Linked DNA regions of Mus musculus: region 1 is linked to region 2. Evidence: chromatin contacts called from public ChIA-PET data. All regions are on one chromosome and are shown on one strand. The core of a region is the stretch at or near the end of the contact, and the rest is flanking DNA. Distances in the headings are between cores, read along the strand shown.

The links. ChIA-PET counts read pairs in DNA pulled down with a chosen protein or histone mark.
Region 1: a contact with region 2 is called in an RNA polymerase II ChIA-PET map of memory CD8 T cells, with 35 read pairs. The contact joins two enhancer-like sites. A contact is called at or near these places in 1 of 484 Hi-C or Micro-C datasets (Th1 cells), 2 of 115 datasets of contacts at active chromatin or transcription factors (effector CD8 T cells and memory CD8 T cells) and 2 of 9 other capture datasets (adipose tissue and liver).

The regions. Positions count from the first base shown.
Region 1 is chr1:52,654,084-52,656,783 of GRCm38.p6, forward strand. It overlaps a transcript of Mfsd6 not described here. Among named protein-coding and RNA genes, the nearest start is that of Nemp2, 25 kb to the left of the region's middle. Within about 2 kb of position 1,373, at least 81 of the 459 cell types and tissues checked have an H3K27ac peak or open chromatin away from gene starts, as enhancers often do. A contact at or near this core is called in memory CD8 T cells, where this site is marked.
Region 2 is chr1:52,373,608-52,376,307 of GRCm38.p6, forward strand. No RefSeq gene overlaps it. Among named protein-coding and RNA genes, the nearest start is that of Gm31955, 69 kb to the left of the region's middle. Within about 2 kb of position 1,299, at least 21 of the 459 cell types and tissues checked have an H3K27ac peak or open chromatin away from gene starts, as enhancers often do. A contact at or near this core is called in memory CD8 T cells, where this site is marked.

The sequences.
Region 1 (2,700 bases), core at 123-2,622, 280 kb after region 2:
CAAACGGATCTAACAATATCTATAGAACATTTCATCCTAAAGCAAAAGAATATACCTTCTTCTCAGCACCTCATGGTACCTTCTCCAAAACTGACCATATAATCAGTCACAAAACAGGCCTCAACAGATACAAGAAGATTGAAATTATTCCATGCACACTATCAGATCACCACAGACTAAGGCTGGTCTTAAATATCAATAAAAACAACAGAAAGCACACATACACGTGGAAGCTGAACAATGCTCTACACAATGATAACTCAGTCAAGGAAGAAAAAAAGAAAAAAAATGAAACGCTTTTTAGAATTTAATGAAAATGAAGACACATCATACCAAAATTTATGGGACACAAGGAAAGCAGTTGTAAGAGGAAAACTCATAGCTCTAAGTTCTCCCAAAAGAAATTGGAGAGAGCTTACAGGAGCTTGACAGCACACCTGAAAGCTCTAGAACAAAAAGAAGCAAATACACCCTAGAGGAGTAGATGGCAGGAAATAATCAAACTCAGGGCTGAAATCAACCAAGTAGAAACAAAACCAACTCTACAGAGAATCAAAATCAGAAGCTGTTTTTTTGAGAAAAATCAACAAGGTAGATAAACCCTTAGCCAGACTAACCAGAGGGCACAAAGACAGTATCTAAATTAATAAAATCAGAAATGAAATACAACAAAATATATCTTAAAATGATTCTGTTTGTTGAATATTAACAGTTGAAAATACTAAAATCATGTTCTACAAACAATAAAGCCAACCAACCAAACAAAAAAAGATAGAAATCCTCAGAGACACAGTAGGTACATATCCACTGTAAGAGTCACAAGCAGCCCATAGCACTCATACTGGGACAACAAAAGTAGCCTACAATCTTGTCAGGACGTTTTATTGGTAAGGCTATTGCTTGGGATGCTGATTTAAGGTTTTAGAGAATGTCTAGAAATCAAGAATAGAAACAAACACACATAGGTTTCAGGCACACAGAACTCATGGCTTGGCTATTTATGTCTTGTACCACCGTGGACGCTTTCCCTCCCACTAGGATGGGAAGGTGGTAGGCAGGGCTCTGGTGTTAGCAAGAGTTGAGTCTGTGTCCTGGCTCTGACCATGATCCCATAACTTAGGCCCTATTCGCTTAAGAATCCTCATATTTTCAATGGGGAAGGTTATGTATACCAGGTAGGGCTTTTGAAAAACAAATGACCTAACCATGGATGAACTTCCCCTTTTGCAGCTGCTCTACTTAACTGATATGCCGAGAGGCATATTGCTTAGGAGTCCCATGAGCAAGCTGCAAATCCCCGGGAGTGCTAGCCACCTGCCTGCTTTCTGCCACTGCAACTTCCTGCCACTGCAACTTCCTGCCACTGCAACTTCCTGCCACTGCAACTTCCTGCCACTGCAAGCTCACTAGGACGATAAAGTAGCACTGTCCTATGACTCTGGCTCTTGAGCTGTGCTGGCCTTTGGCATGTACTATTACTCTGCTTTAAGAATAGTCTAGTTACAGAGACAAAATTTGGAGCTGTGACAAAAAAGATGGACCATCTAGTGATTGCCATATGCAGGGATCCATCCCATAATCAGCTTCCAAACGCTGACACCATTGCACACACTAGCAAAATTTTGCTAAAAGGACCCAGATATAGCTCTCTCTTGTGAGACTATGCCGGGGCCTAGCAAATACAGAAGTGGATGATCACAGTCAGCTAATGGATGGATCACAGGGCTCCCAATGGAGGAGCTAGAGAAAGTACCCAAGGAGCTAAAGGGAACTGCAACCCTATAGGTGGAACAACAATATGAACTAACCAGTACCCTGGAGCTCTTGTCTTTAGCTGCATATGTATCAAAAGATGGCCTAGTCAGCCATCACTGCAAAGAGAGGCCCATTGGACTTGCAAACTTTATATGCCCCAGTACAGGGGAACGCCAGGGCCAAAAAGGGGGAGTGGGTGGGTAAGGGGTTGGGGGGGTGGGTATGGGGGACCTTTGGGATAGCATTGAAAATGTAAACAAGGAAAATACCTAATTAAAAAAAAAGAATAGTCTAGTTAATAGCATCGAGCCAAGTTGGGTTCACACAGAACTCTAGGGTAGCATAACTTCCTGCAGGCAGAGAGGAGCAGGACAAATCACTATGGTAGTGATTCCTAGCCTCAGCTTTGACATCCCTGAGTATTTCTAAGGATCTCAAGAGAGGTTATAAAATTCTCAAATCAAGTTTAATTGGAATTCACTTTAATATTTTTCAAGTGACATATGGCACTGTAAGAACAGGAAGAAAAAGTCACAAAGTCCACAAACTCGTGAAGGTGTCAGCTCAAAAGGCTAGAAATTACTGCACTGTTGGATCGACGCTCACAGTAAACATTTTGTAACGAAGGCATATTGAATTTGGTGTCATTCATTACAGAGCAGAGGATGTTCTCTTGTTTGGTCACGTGTTTTTCATTTACGAAATATTTAAAAATGGTATTTACCTTTTATTTCAATACACCCACTGTGCATTTCCCAAACCAGCAGCTTTTCAAAGAAATCAACCAGAATTGTAAACACAAGATACAACGCTCTGATTCCCTACAGTCACTTTCACAATCCACATACTGTACATTCATAGGTGGGGCTCAGCCTGTCTCCCACTTCATTTCTGTAATTGCACGAGCATAATAAATACATCTGATTTTAAAGGTCACTTAAAATG
Region 2 (2,700 bases), core at 49-2,548:
TCCCCAAAAGACACGACAATATTAATATCAGAATGTAAAACATAAATAGGGACTCTAACTCTGCCACACAATTGATTACTTGTCAATGTGATGCACAGGTACATTGCTGGAACCTTGACTTTTATGAATATATGAATTACCTAGTTTGGCTGCCCACATGAGATGCAGCCTTGCTCCCTCTGGACCACAGCTTCTATGTGCTGACCCTGTGGAAATTCTCTCAGAATGCTTCACCTCAATGATATTAGTCTCTTTTTAAACTCTGCTAATTTGTCAGCTCCAGTTACCCAGCATCAATTGTCCCAGCGAAGTAAAGGTTTCACTTTATGGATTCTGGTCTCTTCTTAATCATAGTTGATTCTTTCATATCTGCTGACCAGAATCACAGAGTCTTAACAGAAACTGGCATGTGAGTGGCCCTGATAAGAGTCCGTGGGAACTTAGAAGATAATGCTTCTAAGGACCCACAACCATTCATTAAGATCTGAACACTCAATGGCTTTCCTAGCTCAAGTTTCAAAAAGTCCTTCCCCAATACTCCCTAAACAACATGGTCAGGTCTTTCACAGAAATATCCCATGAACCTGGTACCAATTTCTCTTTTAGTTTGTTTTTATTCATACAATAAAACAACACCATGACCAAGAGTGACTTGCGGAGGAGAAGATTATTTCAGTGTAAGAATTTATGGTCCATCCTGGAGAGAAGTTGGGACAGAAACCAGGCAGCAGGAACTGAAGCAGGGATGTTGGAGGGATCCCATTTCCTTGCTTCCTCCCCCAGGTTTACCCAGCGTGTCTTCTCATCTGTCCAGGGGTGACACCACACTTTGGGATATGAGATCCAACTGTAAGGCTCTCCCACTACAGAGGTTTAAAAGAAAATGGCCCTCACAGGCTCATAGGGAGTGGCACTATTAGGAGAGGTGGTCTTGTTGGAGTAGGTGTAGCTTTGCTGGAGAAAGTGTGTCATGGGGGGCATCGGGGGGAGAGACTTTGAGGTCTCAGCATCTCAAGCCAGGACCAGCATAGCAATGTCTCTTCCTGCTGCCATCTGATCCAGATGTAGAACCCTCAGCTCCTTCTCCACTACCATGTCTGCTGATGTGCTGTCCCGTCATGAGGATAACTGACTACACCTCTGAACTGTAAGATAGTCCCAATGAACTCTTTTCTTTTATAAGAGTTGTTGTTATGATGTCTGTTTGCAGCAAGAAAAACCCGAAGACACCCACATCAATCACTTATCAAGAAACTGCCCCAGAGGCTTGCTTACAGGAAATCTGAGGGTGGAACATTTTCTCAATTGAGGTACACTGTGCAGCAAGGCTGCTCTGGAATTCACTATTATGGTCTTCTTCCCACCCCAGCCTCAAAGGTGTAAGCCACCAGGCCTGACTTTTTTTCCCCCCACAAGTCCTTTTTGTCTCTGATAGTTATATTGGTTGTTTCTATATTTCTTTGTTTTTGTTCTTTTGTCATCTTTGTCTTGCTGTTGAGCCCATTTGTCCTGGTTAGCTTTAACTGTTAATTTGACACAGCCTAGAGCCTCAATCGAGCAATTGTTTAAATCACACTGGCCTATGGGCATGTCTTTGGGGAATTGCTTTAATTTTGCTTGATGTAGGAGGGTCCAGGCATAGGTGTGTTGGGCAGAACCTGCTACAGGTTGTCTTGAGCTGTATAAGAAAGCTACATTGCTGTAATCTACATAGTTCCTGTGGTACTTCTTGAACAGAAATAGTGCTGTGGGGAATACAAAGCTGAAACGCCTTTACCAGGAGACGGCTGCCTGAGTTCAGCCATCTCAGGAACAAATTCCTCCTTGCTGCTAGAGCAACGACTGAGTTCATGTCCCCAGGCCTTGGAATCAACTTAGAACCTACTTCTTCAGATGTTTCATGTTTGTCTGTTAAACATTAAAGGGTGTTAAGAGAGAAGATGCTGGTTTCCTGTTGTCTAAACTAAGGCACACAAGTTATAAATGTGCTGCCTGTCTCGACTTAGTTGACTGTGTTTAGCTTGCTCACTCCTTCGTTCCTTTATCATTCTGGATTCTGGGTCTCTTGGTTCCATTGACTACACGCTGCTTGTTGTTCCTTTATCACTCTAGATTCCAGGTCCAGCCAGGAGGGGTCTTGGCTGCAAAAGCTGACTCAAGGACCCTGAAACCAGGTCACCAATGTTAACCTCCTCGTTTAACCTCTTGTCAAAATATGATTGGTCAACACAACAGCTCCTTCCTCCTTCTCCCTTACTTTGTGTTCCCCGTCCTTTAAAAAGGTTGTACAATCTCTGAGGTTCAGATCCGGAACTGACCACCCTTCTGCACAACAGAAAATAAAGCCTTCATTTTAAGCTTCTGTCTCTGAAGTGAGTTTTCTCAGCTTCTACCCTGAACTCAACACCTTCAAGTTCCTGCTCAGCTTCTCTCAGGATGAGCTATGACCTGGAATTGTAAACCAGATAAACCCTTTCTTTTCCCAAACTGCTTTTGTTCAGATGTCTTATCATAACAACAGAAAGTGAAGAGAACACTGCTAATTTCTTAGCTCCAGCAAACTAGCATCAATTGTCCCAGCGAAGTAAAGGTTTCACTTTAGAAATTCTGGTCTCTTCTTAATCATAGTTGATTCTTCAATTTCTGCTGACCACAGAGTCTTAACAGAAAATAGCATGTGAGTGGCTCTGATAAGAGTCT